5 separate regions of the Mus musculus genome follow, and all the other regions are linked to region 1. The links are chromatin contacts, called in public Hi-C, HiChIP or PLAC-seq and promoter capture Hi-C maps. All regions are on one chromosome and are shown on one strand. The core of a region is the stretch at or near the end of the contact, and the rest is flanking DNA. Distances in the headings are between cores, read along the strand shown. Region 1 holds the start of Clec2d (C-type lectin domain family 2, member d). Region 2 has its middle 18 kb from the start of Klrb1a. Region 3 holds the start of Itfg2 (integrin alpha FG-GAP repeat containing 2). Region 4 has its middle 4.2 kb from the start of Gm34617. Region 5 holds the start of Rhno1 (RAD9-HUS1-RAD1 interacting nuclear orphan 1).

Region 1 (2,839 bases), core at 243-2,742:
TATGCCCCAGTACAGGGGAATGCCAGGGCCAAAAAAATGGGAATGGGTGGGTAGGAAAGTGGGGGGCAGGGTGTGGGGGACTTTTGGGCTAGCATTGGAAATATAATTGAGGAAAATATGTAATAAAAAAAAGAGTTGACAGCTTTCTTTCAAAACTTTAACCAAGACAAATTAATAAGTAAGTTACAGTTGTATTTTTTCAAAGGAGATGGACTCAGGGCTTAAAAGCTCTTGCCACATAATCCTGACCATCTGGCCTGGATCACAGGAGAACAGGGCAGCAGGAGAGGACAGACTCCTACACATATGCTGTGGCATAGATATGCCCCGCTCAAGAAATAAAGTAGTTTTTTAATGGGCCAAATGGGTAACTCTCCAGTGTTTCAAATAGTTGAATGTGACTATTGGATATAAATATTTATTACGCAGTAAAATCTGTTTGGTTTTTTTGATCTCCCCAGGGTTCTCTGTTTCCCAGAACTGTTGCAGGCCTGTGATAAGAAAGGGTAAGAGGTTCAAAGCTGTTAAAAACAATGAATTCATGAAATTCTTAGACAAATGGATGGATCTGGAGGATATCATCTTGAGTAAGGTAACCCAATCAGGAAAGAACACACATGATATGCACTCACTGGTAAGTGGACATTAGCCCAGAAGCTCAGAATCCTTTTTAGAAGGGGGAACAAAATACCCATGGAAGGAGTTACAGAGACAAAGTTTGGAGCAGAGCCTGAAGGAAGAGACTGCCAGAGACTGCCCCACTTGGGGATCCATTCCATAAACAACCACCAAACCCAGACACTAGGCAGATGCCAACAAGAGCCTGCTATAGCTGTCTCCTGAGGGCCTTTGTCAGTGCCTGGCAGATACAGAAGTAGATGCTCACAGTCATTCATTGGACAGAGCACAAAGTCCCCAATGAAGGAGCTAGAGAAAGTACCCAGGGAGCTAAAGGGATCTGCAACCCTATAGGTGGAACATCATTATGAACTAACCAGTACCCCAGAGCTCTTGACTCTAGCTGCATATGTATCAAAAGATGGCCTAGTCGGCCATCACTGTAAAGAGAGGCCCATTGGACTTGCAAACTTTATATGCCCCAGTACAGGAGAACGCCAGGGCCAAAAGTGGGAATGGGTGGGCAGGGGAGTGGGGGGGGGAGGGTATGGGGGACTTTTGGAATAGCATTGGAAATGTAAATGAGGAAAATACCTAATAAAAAATATTAAAAAAAAAAAAAAAAGAAAATCCCTGTGACCTCAGTAAGGTCAGCTTGAATTATGTTTCTAAATCAGAGTGTGCTGAAAGAGAAACGAAACACAAAGTAAACCAGAAGCAAACAGGAAAGTCAGTCTCCAGATGGCGCCAGTGTGGCTCCTGACCTTGAAATGCGTTTCCCAATGAGATTTTGTTAGGCCCTGAGCCAACCAAGCGTGTGTGTATGTACAGAAAGGAGGAGCTACAGGATTAGCTAAATACTGAAACCTCCCCACGTATTTGTGCCTCTCAGCTTTCAAGTTTCAATCCTGTAGTGGAAACTCAGCTCCTCAGCTCTGAGATGTGTGTCACAAAGGCTTCCCTACCTATGCTTAGTCCCACAGGCAGCCCGCAGGAGGTAGAAGTGGGTAAGTATTCAATAGTATTTGAACCAATGGGAGGGGCAGAGAGGAGTTTCAAACAGGGCAGGAAGGCAAAAGAGTTGAACCTTGAACAAAAGATTAAGAACAGAAGGGCGTCTGTGAGCCCGTCACTGTGGGTCTGCAGAGCAGGAGAATGCAGTCGGGATTAGCTATGAGGTTGTTACATTAGTTATTCTATCGGAGCATACAATACTCGAATAGTTCTCAGGCAAGAGAAATGAGCAGCGAGTCACCTTCTAACTGCCAGAGCTGTAGCCACAGCGTTCTCGCTTTGTACTTAGCTTGCTAGTCCACTCTTCCCAGGGATCTGGTAAGTTACAGTCTGGTGGATTACATCAAATTGCTGTAGTAAACGTTTGCTTTAAGTCCCTGAGTGAAGGAAACTCAGACAACAGCTTTGCAATGTGCATAGTGGCAGAAGTTGCCTGGGAAGCTTGGAGCTTGTGTTTTGCAGATCCATTGTAATTAAAATAGAATTGTAAGGGGGTGGCTTGGGGTGGGGTGGGGGTGGGGGGCGCTGAACCTACTCAGGACCAAATCCTTTCTGTTTTGAGCTCTTGATAAGTTACAGAAAAAGAATATAATGGGGTTTCCTACTTAATTCTTCAGAAAGGAAGCAAAATTGTGTTTCTTGTGTTTCAAACTGTCTATGCTCCATTATATTGTGTTCCTTTATTTTCCTTTTCCCCCTCATTCCTGTTTCTTCACATTAATTTTTTTTTTTTTAATTTGTGGAAAGACTACTGAATTTTGAGAAAGTAAGATTGACATCTATCAAAATACAAAATTCCCAACAAATGCTAATGTTTATCACTTAAACCAAGTATTCTGAAATAATAATAATAATAATAATAATAATAAATTATAATAAATTATTATTACTGAGGATGATGATGACTGACTGACTGATTGATTGATTGATTGATTCTTTGGCAAAGTCTCATACTTTACCCCAAGCTGGCCTGGAACTCCTGCTCCCTCTGCCTCAGCAGGGTTGACTTTTTAAAATCAAATACACAAATATTTAGCCATTGGAAACATTTCCTGAGAATGTGGAGCTTCTGTCTCAAGTGCAGCTGTTGCATAGCTAGCTGCAGGCATTTTGAAGCCTGTCTTGTGAATGTGGAGCTCCTGTCTCAAGTGCAGCTGTTGTATAACTAGCTGCAGGCATTACACAACTTCACTCCTTTGAAGCAGTA
Region 2 (2,700 bases), core at 11-2,510, 580 kb before region 1:
TAAAATAGTAGATTTTCACATGACTTGTTCACAAAAGGTTCACTTCTAGGATTTTAGACGGTATTCTTCAGGAGTGACAGCTGTATTAAAAGATTCTCATGCCTTACCTTTCTTCACACGTCACTACCTATTACTGTTGCCTACAGAGTGCTTGACTCTGCTTGAGAAAAGCTCCCAGTGTTTAACCTTTATTAGACAGTTATTGGCCTTTACACAGGTCACTTGTACATCCCTTCAAATACTACTAATTTCATTCTATTTGTTAACAGTTTAGGTTTGAAAACAAAACATGGACTAAGGCTGGGCGTGGTTGGCACACGCCATTAATCCCAGCACTTGGGAGGCAGAGGCAGGCGGATTTCTGAGTTCGAGGCCAGCCTGGTCTACAAAGTGAATTCCAGGACAGCCAGGGCTATACAGAGAAACCCTGTCTCGAAAAAACAAACAAACAAAAAACAACAAACAAACAAATAACCATGGATTAAATGATATCCTCCTCTATGTCACCAGACTGAAAGGGAGAGGTCACCCTCTGTACACATTTCCCGTGGAAAATGTCAAAGAACTTGGAAGTCAAATTTTTAACACTGGAACTGAAATAAGGATAAAATGTTCGGTCACACACACCCAGAACGCTGGTCCTGGACTCTTCAATGGATGCCAGTGGGAGAGAAAAGGATGGATTGCTCTTTATTAAAAGAGACCAAAGTGTCTACAACCAATGGTAAACGCTAAACTGGGGCTGAACTCTGGATTGAGAAGGGAGGATCTAAAATATATTAATGATAGTTTAGCAAAATTTAGAAAATTCAGATATAGGACCGATCTTAGAATGTTAGGTTGTATTTATTTATTTTGGCTTTTCGAGACAGGGTTTCTCTGTATAGCCCTGGCTGTCTTGAAACTCACTTTGTAGACCAGGCTGGCCTCGAACTCAGAAATCTGCCTGCCTCTGCCTCCCAAGTGCTGGGATTAATGGTGTGCGCCACCACTGCCCGGCTAGGTTTTTATTTTATTTTATTTTTTTATTTCTTAGTTTTTTCCTGCAACTATCAAGTCATTCAGAAAAGAGGAGTCAAGAGAGGGATGAGGTACATTTGAAATAAAAAACAATAATGATGATTGGTCCTGGGTTGAGAGATATCAGTGTACACAGAGCATTCCCCATCCTTTAGGTAAATGTGAAAAGTCCCCCTAAGTGCTATACTTTCAACGTTGCAGTTGTATATTATGGACACAAGGTGGCGATAGACTCACTTTTGAAATTCTGTGAATGCAGAAGCAAATGCTTTCTAATGTAACTAACATCTACCCTGGTTTGCCTGATCTAGGAAGGGAACCAAGCGAAGTTGCCCCAGAAGGCAGTGCGCCACGAGAAAGTCCTCAAATGACCAGTTAATTTGCAGTTCATCTGGAAGTCTAAGAAGCAACAGTTGGTAGCTTTGGAGAGATCTGGGTTCAAGTTCCAGCTCTCCTGCTGATTAATTTTGTGACTTCACCAAGACACAAGCTTTGAGAGGAGAAAATGAAGGAACTGGTTTTGAAGATTTGGGGTTGCTTTTCTTCTGGTTGGAAGAATTACCATTTCCCTTTTGGTTACAGAGTGAGAGCAAGAGCGAGTTAAATCAAAATATTCAAAATTTGTACTGGGTGGCTGGGTGGTGGTGGTGCACACCTTTAATCCCAGCGCTTGAGAGGCAAAGGCAGGCAGATTTCTGTGAGTAAGAGGCCAGCCTGGTCTACAGAGAAAATTCCAGGACAGCCAGGACTAACACACAGAAACCCTACTTCAAAAAGTAAAAAAAAATTTTTTAGACATATATGCAGTTATAGATACTATGAAATTTTTTTGTGCAGTGTCGCTATTTGCAGAACAGAAGTTGCTTCTAAAGAAAAGAGCTTTGGATTGGTGAGAACTAAGTTACCATTGGCCAGGAGTATAAAGTTCCCCTGTGCTATTGCACAGTTAGAGTAACTATAGATCAAATGATAAAGTACTTAAAAGGGGGAGGGAAGCGAAAAGAACGATTTAATGCTTTCATCATAAGAAATGATAAAGGTTCAAGAAGTTAGCTTTGTGTACCCAGTTTCAGACATTATCCAATGTGTATATACACATAGTATATGTATACACATAGTATAGTATATATGTAAACATAGTACCTGAGAAATACATACACTTTTGTGTCTTTTGTAAAGATTTGGTATGTGTGTGTGTGTATGTATGTGTAAGTGTGTATGAGTGTGTGTGTGTGTGTGAGTGTGTGTGTGTGTGTGTGTGTGTGTGTGTGTGTGTGTATGTGTGAGTGTGTGTGTAGTGCTCACAGAGGCCAGGAGAGCATGTCAGACCCACTGGAAGTAGCATTACAGGAAACTGAGAGACTCTGCATGGATGCTGACATCCAAATTTAGAATTCAATGAAACTATCAAATGCCTGGAAGCCAGCTGTTTGGGGCCAAGTATGTCTCCTGCTTCTGAGTCTCCTGCCTTGGTCAGCAATGACAGCTCCTACCATGGAGGCTGGATAAATTAACAGATTAAGAATAAAGAGACCACAATGGTGGGGGAGAAGTTAACTGGCAAGATTGAAATGTTGCCTATTTTCTTGTTGGAAGAGGAAATAGACTGGCCCTCTGAGGAAAATTACACTGTGCACTATGCCACAATCGCCTCGCTCAGGGCTCCTTCTGGGAGTCTGC
Region 3 (2,700 bases), core at 180-2,679, 760 kb before region 1:
AGCACTGGGGAGGCAGAGGCAGGCGGATTTCTGAGTTCGAGGCCAGCCTGGTCTACAAAGTGAGTTCCAGGACAGCCAGGGCCATACAGAGAAACCCTGTCTCGAAAAAACCAAAAAAAAAAAAAAAAAAAAAAAGAAAGAAAGAAAGAAAGAAAGAAATCTGAACATACTAGGTACAGTCCCATTTTTTTTTTTTTTTAATATTTCCTATGGTAGGCCTGGCGGCGGGGGTGGGGTGGGGCTGCTAATACTGTTAACACTAACAGTTCCAGAGCCTTAACTGTGTGCCTGTCATCGTTCTACCTGCTTAATGTGCATTTATTTATTTAAATGACGAGAAAAGCATCAACTGCCTAGGAAAGAAAAAAAGTAGGTAGAAATTGCTTTTGTATTTCAACGAAGAGGTAACACTACAAAGTCGCCAGACACCTGAGTCAATTCTGGGTAGGCACAGTAGAAGCCTCGCATGGTCCACACTGATTATGGGGTATCTGCGGTAGGTTGGAGGCAGCAGAGATATCTACCGGTTAATTCCAGTGTAGGAGCAATACAACAGTGTGGCAATAGCAGCCAAGAGTGTGGGCAAGCATGGTAGCATGGGGAATGGGGGGGGGGGGAGGGAAAGCTATAGGTAGAGGGATATTATTAAATGCAATTTACAGGTTAAAAAATGGGCTTTGAAATGTAAAGATGTTTTGCAAGGGAATTGCGGCTACGAAAGGAAATAACGCGGGAAACAGGCTTTTACAACCTCCTATCCTGACAATCACTGAACTGTGCAAGAGAACCAACAACCTGTCTTCTTAAAATTAATGATAAAAAAATAAAATATGGCTGGAGTGATGACTCAGCGATAGGACATTAGCTCTTCCAGAGGAATGGGGTTTAATCCCCAGCAGTGGCAGCTCACAAATGTCTCTAACGCCAGTTCTAGGGGACCCAGCGTTCCTCTTCTGGCTTTTACGGGCACTGCTCACACACGGTACACAGACACACATGCAAGCAAAACACTCTACACATAAATTTTAAAGCTAAAACAAAAAATAACTACTAGAGGCTCTGGCCCAACTAAGCCTCCTGCAGTGACGGTCTCAGAGCGATACTGTCAATCAAAATTTTCTGTTCCGCACGCCATGTTGACTCCAGTGCGCAAGCGCACAACACGCCATCGTGTCGTTCCCACCACCCCCATCTCGCTCCGCCCAAATGCAGTGGTTTGCAGTGCGCATGCACTCACCGCGTCGTTATCCACGTCTCCGAGGCAGATGGCGTGCGGGAAGAGACTCCCGCTGAAATCCAGCGCCACGCGCTGCACATAACTAACCGACCTCATGGCACTCTGGAGGGCTGAGGTGCCGGGCCACTGCACCAAAACGACCCCCGAGCCCTCAGGACAGCCGTGCACGCGTGTCAGGCCACCGAACCGGAAGTCTACGTCACCGCTTAAGCCTTGAGTTCCGGCTTTCTTCCCCTAACCTTAGGGGAGGAGGCGGGCCTTCCGTGCCAGGAGCTGACTTGATACCTGGGGCTTGACCTTTTTCTCTGAGGGGGATTCAGACCATCCCTCGGGTCATAGTAATAGCCGTCATAATTAACAGCTTTGTTTTCCAACAATTTTTATGAAATTCCCTAATGGAGTTGTCAACGCAATGTAGTGGATTACAACCCACGTTAAAAAAAAAACAAAAACAAAACTTAAGGGGCCAAAAATAGAGCTCAGCAATTAAGAGCACTGGCTGCTTGCTCTTGTAGAGGACCCTGGGAAGATTCCTAGCCCCGACATGGTGCTCGCACCCATCCATCTGTAATTCCAGTTCTAAGAAGTCCGACGCCAGACAACCTCTTCTGGCTTCCCAGGCACCTAGGTGATGCACACATACACATGTAGCAGGAGAGCCACCACAAAGATTTTAAAAATATGAAAACAGACAAAGAGAAAAAGATCTAAGTAGTAAATCGTGTTATTTTGTTAAAGCCTTGTTTTGGGGATATATATATATATATATATATACCCTGGATTATAATGAAAAAATTATGCTGTGTACTTTATGGGCAGCAGTTTGAAAAATACCTATTGCAAAGCACACCTTACATGTATTATTTAATCAGCAAAATTATGTAAGCTTTATTGTTTCTTCAGGTGAGGAAACCATGTTCATCAAGATTGAGTAACTTTGCAGAAAGTGGTAGACGTGAGATTCAAACCAAGATGTCTGATGTAAAATGTTAGAGCTCTTTTGTCACTATTGCAGTTCCCATGGAAGTGAAGGCTGCTGGGATTCTGGACCCGAGGCATGATGTAGCCCCACCCCAGCACAAAGAGACCTGTTTCTAGTGGCCTTACTCTAGTTTAGGTGGGGCCATTATTCTCATGACTGGGGCTGCTTGGGATACTTTCCCTGATAAACCAGGTTCTGCCTTTCTTCTGAGATGTGATCAAGGCAACAGGAGTGTTAGTTAAACTACATGTGGTAGTGCTCGCCTGTAATTCTAGCACCTGGGAGGCAGAGGCAGGAGGATCAAGAGATCAGTATCAGCCTTGGCTGTGTAATTCTATGTCAGCTTTGGTTACATGAGACCCCATCTCCAACAAAAAGTCAATAAAAACAAAAGACACTCGATAGAAATTCCTGTAGTCCTGGCGCTAGGGACGCAGAGGCAGCAGTTCAGGATTATTGTCAATCACATGCAGTCTGAGGC
Region 4 (2,721 bases), core at 168-2,667, 530 kb before region 1:
TCAGGAGAAAACTGTATCAGGCTCCTGTCAGCAAGGACTTCTTGGCATCTGCAATAGTGAATGGGTTTAGTGATTGCATATGGGATGGATCAATCCCCAGGTGGGGCAGTCTCTGGGTGGCCTTTCCTTCAGTCTCTGCTCCATTCTTTGTCCCTATATTTCCTTCAGACAGGAGCAATTCTGGGTTAAAATTTGAGAAGGATAGGTGGCCCCATCCCTCAACTAGGGGCCATGTCTAACCTGTAGATATGGCCTCTACAGGTCTCCTTCCCCTTTGTTGGGTATTTCAGCTAATATCATTCCTGTGGGGTCCTGGTAGCCTCTTGCTTTCCTGGCATCTGGGACTTTCTGTTGACTACCCCTAGTTCCCCATCCCCCATTGCTACACACCTCTATTCAATTTCCTGATCCTCTGTATATCTCCCACCCCACCCCTGTCTCAAGCACACATATGAATAGTCCTCAGAGAGAGTTGTTGTCATCTTTGATGCAACCATGCATTATGCACTGATTGTGATAATGATTTTAGCAGGTCGTTAATGAGGCAGCAACAATAAATAAGTTGTTATGTGTTGCTCATGATTGCTATGACATAGCCAGGACACAAAACTGCTAGCACAGTAAGGTGTAGTTACTGGATTTGCTACAAATCCACTTCCTTTCTGTGTAGTTTCTGCTACTGCTGATCCCATTGTCACGCAGGAAGCCATGTATTTCATTTCCTTGGCTGGAAACCCTAAATATATATATATATATATATATATATATATATATTCTGCAGAGTCTGCCATTGCACTCACGTCTTCAATCATATCTCACTCCTCTTCACCACTTATTTATGATATGAATCAGATGCAGAGTCCACTGGAATCCCATGCACCAGTTTTGCACCTAGGGACTTGTGCAAACCTTAGGGCTTGATTTGATCACCACACTTCTGACACTCATCCATGTTGAACCCTGGAATGTGTGTACAATGCTTGCTGCCATGTTCAAATGAACTGCAGCAGTGGGTAGCCTCACAAGGGTGATTATCAAAGCTCTCTTGAAGTATTTTACACATGTATAAAAGTGGGAGGAAATGCACTACTTAGGAAATTGCGGTCTTTTACTATGGAGGCAACTGGCTCTGTGTTTTACCATTACCGTGAAATGGGTCTGTTCAAAATGGCTGTGCTTGCATTCAAGAGCTGTTCCCAGTGCTCATTGATGACAAGACCTTAGGGGAGATTCTCACTGCCCCTGGAGTCTCTACTTCTGTGAACAGGGACAACCATGCAAACAGAGGACTGAAACTTCTCAGGCTTGCAGTTCTGAAATAGCTTCCTGTGGTTTTAGAGCCCTTGGTGGCCAACAGCAGGGCTGTATACATCATACAAGGGCCATTATCAGCAAGGAAAGATTTTTAAGTGGTGATAGCAGATATCTACCCCAGATGCCACATTCATGCTAAATATTTGGAATGGAATCAGTATGTAAATGCTTTAAGTGTTGTGTCTGGCCAGCAGACCACAGCCTGGGTTCTAGCCTGGAAAGGCATTTTGGAAACCTGGAAGAGGAGAGGGGCTAGGTGGCGAGAGAAAGAAATGTAGCCAAGACAGTTACTCTGATCAAAGCTCCAATTTTACTGTTGCGACACTCAGTTATGAAGGAAGGGGGAGGGGACCCGATTCCCGCTGAATAATCTCTGGTCCAGTAGAAAGGTGCACGTGTGTGGCTCCGCAGGTTCCAGCAGTGGGCGTGGCAGAACGAACGAGCAGGAAGCTCCACCCCTGAGCAAGCAGGTTTCAGGCTGGGGGAGGGGAGACTACATTTCCTCCCTTTTATTAACAAAATTTAAAAAAAGAAAAAGCTGGCCTGAGGGGGGGGGGGGAAATTATCTATGCTCAATAGTTCTGCCTGGAATCTAGGGCTAAAGAAAAAACCTGCTTTTCTGGGATTCTTTAACTTTTTTAATGGTAAACTGTATCTGGCTAGACTGTCCTTTCTTATCTTAGTAAACAACTAACTGAAAAGCCTGGAGCTGCAGGCTGTGACTGTATAATGCTAATTAGTACTGAGTAGGTAACTTTCTAGTGGAATTTTAAGTAGGGCGTTGGAACTCTGGCTAAGTTTGACTGAACAATTTTGAAATACACTATAATAAGAATAACACTAAGTTGATATTCCTCCGCATTTTTGGATGATAGGTGGGAAACAGGGAGAAGGGGTTCGACCGGCTCTGTAGTACAAGGCCAATTGGCTTTTTTATTTGGGTGGGAGGCAGTGAAGGGCTTGCCCTTTCAATAGTACGGTCTCCAATCTCTCTCCCCCCTATTAATTAAGTTAAATAAGGCAACACTTAATTGAGGTGATCAAATGATTTTCTCATCCGTAGATGAGTGGGCTTTTAACCTTGGCTTGGGTGGACATTGACCCGATTCCTCCCGTGGGTACTGTTAAGACCCACACTTGTGGCTCTCGGTATCTTTTGGGGAGGGGAGGCAGAGCCGAAAAATATTTTTGATTTTTAGCCAAAATTTGATACCAACCTCTTTCAAACCGGGTTTATCTCACAGGAAACTCAGAAATGGTCAAGCTGGACCTTCCCCTGCAGTAGCTCTCTGCACCAAGCGATGCCCATACTGAATTTGTACGATCACAAACCAGTATGCACAGTTCTGAGTGCTGTGCGGCTCCTAAAGGAGAATTATCAACCTCAGATTTAGCAAAGCCTAAGCA
Region 5 (2,700 bases), core at 178-2,677, 820 kb before region 1:
ACAGTGTTGAGGAGTCTCAGCAGCGGGAACTTGACAGCAGCTGGGCACATCACCTTAGCAGACAGGAAGCAGGTGAATTCTCCGGCTCAGTTTGCTTTTAGTCAATCAATCCACAATCCATGAAATAGGAAATAGGGCCACATCCCATCTCAGTTTTAGCTATATAATCTCTTACCCAAACAAAATCGAAGTCAGGTTTTGGCTCGTTTCTGCTCAGCCTTTGCCTATTTTTATTAATCTTTGAGATAGAGTCTTGTTATGTAGCCTTGGCTAGCCTGGGGCTGGCAATGTAGACCTGGCTGGCCTGGAATTCAGAGATCTGCCTGCCTCTGCCTCCTGGGTGCTGGAATTAAAGGTGTGCACCACCACACTCTGCTCACTCTTCAAACACAGTCTTATTATGTAGCCCAGACTAGACTAATGTGAGGCCCTTTTGTCTCACACCAGGATTATTGGTACGTGCCACATACCTAGCTGCTTACAACTTCTAACCGGGTTCCTTCAAATATTAAATAAGAACAAAATTCAGAAAGGCGAAGACCCTGCCTCCTGTCTCATAGCATACCACACTCACTACATCTTAGGCCTTTGTATTCAGCAGGCCTCCTCCCGGTCAAAGCAGCTCTCCCTTCTCTATTTACTTCAGGGTTTCCCTCTCTTCTGTGTAATGGGTAACAGATCTTACACCGCGTTCTCAGCTCCTTTAAAAAAAAAAAAAGGAAAGAAAGAAAGAACGGCTTTACTGTCCTAAGTCAAGATCTCATTAAAATAAACAAAGTTATCACAGGAGGCTGCGGGAGGGCGAGCCAGTGACCCCGGCTACTCCGAAGGCGGAAACACGAGGATCCAGAATTCTACACAACCTTGTGTCAGACAAAACCCACCGGCCTCTAACTTGTTCCTCTGTAGCTAGAATTCTACCGATCTGTTCATCTCATTCTGTGCTCCCTCGCCATCAGACGCTGAGGCCAGGGGGAGGACGCCCGGGTCCGCCGCTGTATCCTCCGCTCTTATCGTAAAGTACTTCGAGGGAATAAACGATCGTCCGGACACCTCGGGGGCTGGGGCCCGGGAGGAGGCGGCCACAGACCGGAGCGGGGCGGAGCCACGTAACCGCAAGTCTAGGGCCAGAAACCCAAGCCGGACCCCACGGAGCCGCGTGGACTGAGCGGGGCGGGGGACCCAGGGGTAACCGAGTGGGTAGCCAGCCCGGGGAAGTGGCGTACGCTGTCCCGGAAGGAAGTCGACCACTGAGGCAGGGCGGTCCGGGGCGGGGCGGAGCAGGCTGCTGGCCGCCGTCCGCGCGTCCCCGCGTCCCTCCCGCCGCCCCTCGAGCCCCGCCGGGGCCGCCTTACCCGCCCTCCCGGCCGCGGCCGCCGCTCCTCAGGACACCGAGCGTTCGGGGCCGGAACCCGGAGACAAGCCGGTGCCGATTGGCGACGCTCCGTCACGTGACCGCAACGCTCCGCCGGCGCCAATTTCAAACAGCGGAACAACTGAAAGCGGCGCTGCGGGACCCACCCCCGGCCCGGGCTCCCCCGTCACCCCGCCCCGGGCTCCCACCCCGGCCGTCCCGCCGGGACCCGCCGCCCGGGCCCGGCTCGGCCCCGCGTGGAGCAGACGCGGCCTGTGAGGTGAGTGGGGTGCGGCCGGGTCCAGGGAGGGCTCGGAGTCGGCACTGCCGGGGCTGTGGGGCGCGAGGGGGTGTTGGGCACCGCCGGGAAGAAGGTCTGAGCCTCCGGCCTCGGCCTTGCCGCCGCCGTGTTCTCCGAGCATCCCCGGACCCTGGGAACAGGCCTGCCCTCGGAGTCTGCATTTGCAGTCAACCCTGCCTCCGCCTCCACCGCTGCAGGGCGGGATCCTGGCTGAGTGTTGGTTGCAAGGTTCCCTGTTGAGTGTGGAGAATAATGGGGTCGTGGGGTGGCTCTGCAAGTCTCCTTCCGCTAGAAGATATTGGGAGTGTTAGGGAAAGGCTGGTCAAAGAGAGCCCCTGTGGTGGTGGGGGGGGGTGTCTAACATCTGATTGGGGTGGGGTGCAATGGGAAGGAAAACGAAAACTGAGATTTGAAGGTCGAGAGAACGGAGTATGAAGAGAGCTGCAGGGTGGAAGGGACCTGAGAACTCTTAAGCAGCTGGCAAACGTCAAAAGAGTGTAATCCCTTCTTTGGCAGGTGTCCTAAAGCGACAGCTGCTTTCTCTGTTTCTCACAGGATTGCAAAAGTGACAGGATTTAACTTAATGATAAATTATTCTATCTACCTATAAAAAAATCCATAGGAATGCTTTTTCTAAAGACTTCCTTCCTTAGCGTTTCAAAACCACTTTAGCATAGCCAGGCATAGTGGTGAGTGACTGTAATCTCAGCAACTAGAAAATTAGAGGCCAGAGGCTCAGCAGTTCAAAGCCAGCCTGGACTACAGGCGATTCTGTCTCAAATATAAAAGCCACCTTAAGCTTATTAATGATGGCACATCTTAGTATGAAGGAGATCAGTATTACAATCTTACTTTTGAAGCAGAAGATCAAGGTATATAGAGTATTATACTCACAAAACTAAAATATTGCCAGGCAGTGGTGGCGCATGCCTTTAATCCCAGCACTTGGGAGGCAGAGGCAGGCAGATTTCTGAGTTGCAGACCAACCAGGGCTACACAGAGAAACCCTGTCTCAAAAACAAAACAAAACAAAACAAAAAACAAA

Evidence for each region. Promoter capture Hi-C pulls out the DNA fragments that hold promoters and counts their contacts. A called contact is a pair of places that touch in the nucleus more often than the background predicts. HiChIP or PLAC-seq counts read pairs in DNA pulled down with a chosen protein or histone mark.
Region 2: a contact with region 1 is called in an H3K4me3 HiChIP or PLAC-seq map of pro-B cells, with 2.8 times the contacts expected there. The contact joins the enhancer-like site here to the promoter of Clec2d in region 1. A contact is called at or near these places in 3 of 39 promoter capture datasets (the C10 cell line, pre-B cells and stem cell-derived epiblast-like cells) and 2 of 115 datasets of contacts at active chromatin or transcription factors (embryonic stem cells and pro-B cells).
Region 3: a promoter capture Hi-C map of 3T3-L1-derived adipocytes shows a contact between it and region 1, with 4 times the contacts expected there. The contact joins the promoter of Itfg2 here to the promoter of Clec2d in region 1. A contact is called at or near these places in 6 of 39 promoter capture datasets (the 3T3-L1 cell line, 3T3-L1-derived adipocytes, hippocampal neurons and 3 more) and 1 of 115 datasets of contacts at active chromatin or transcription factors (memory CD8 T cells).
Region 4: a Hi-C map of trophoblast stem cells shows a contact between it and region 1, with 6 times the contacts expected there. The contact joins the enhancer-like site here to the promoter of Clec2d in region 1. A contact is called at or near these places in 6 of 39 promoter capture datasets (cranial neural crest, embryonic stem cells, hippocampal neurons and 2 more), 1 of 484 Hi-C or Micro-C datasets (trophoblast stem cells) and 1 of 9 other capture datasets (liver).
Region 5: a contact with region 1 is called in a FOXA1 HiChIP or PLAC-seq map of pancreatic cancer cells. The contact joins the promoter of Rhno1 here to the promoter of Clec2d in region 1. A contact is called at or near these places in 2 of 39 promoter capture datasets (both in the 3T3-L1 cell line) and 2 of 115 datasets of contacts at active chromatin or transcription factors (memory CD8 T cells and pancreatic cancer cells).

The regions. Positions count from the first base shown.
Region 1 is chr6:129,179,123-129,181,961 of GRCm38.p6, forward strand. It overlaps Clec2d (C-type lectin domain family 2, member d), which reads left to right and starts at 1,493. Exons shown (of 5, transcript NM_053109.3): 1 at 1,493-1,625. The coding sequence starts at 1,559.
Region 2 is chr6:128,603,416-128,606,115 of GRCm38.p6, forward strand. No RefSeq gene overlaps it. Among named protein-coding and RNA genes, the nearest start is that of Klrb1a, 18 kb to the right of the region's middle. Within about 2 kb of position 1,261, at least 4 of the 459 cell types and tissues checked have an H3K27ac peak or open chromatin away from gene starts, as enhancers often do. A contact at or near this core is called in pro-B cells, where this site is marked.
Region 3 is chr6:128,423,481-128,426,180 of GRCm38.p6, forward strand. Itfg2 (integrin alpha FG-GAP repeat containing 2) reads right to left here and starts at 1,430. Exons shown (of 12, transcript NM_133927.1): 1 at 1,238-1,430. The coding sequence starts at 1,333.
Region 4 is chr6:128,651,799-128,654,519 of GRCm38.p6, forward strand. No RefSeq gene overlaps it. Among named protein-coding and RNA genes, the nearest start is that of Gm34617, 4.2 kb to the right of the region's middle. Within about 2 kb of position 1,418, at least 7 of the 459 cell types and tissues checked have an H3K27ac peak or open chromatin away from gene starts, as enhancers often do. A contact at or near this core is called in trophoblast stem cells, where this site is marked.
Region 5 is chr6:128,361,484-128,364,183 of GRCm38.p6, forward strand. Rhno1 (RAD9-HUS1-RAD1 interacting nuclear orphan 1) reads right to left here and starts at 1,428. Exons shown (of 3, transcript NM_001326585.1): 1 at 1,356-1,428. Foxm1 (forkhead box M1) reads left to right here and starts at 1,511. Exons shown (of 8, transcript NM_008021.4): 1 at 1,511-1,634.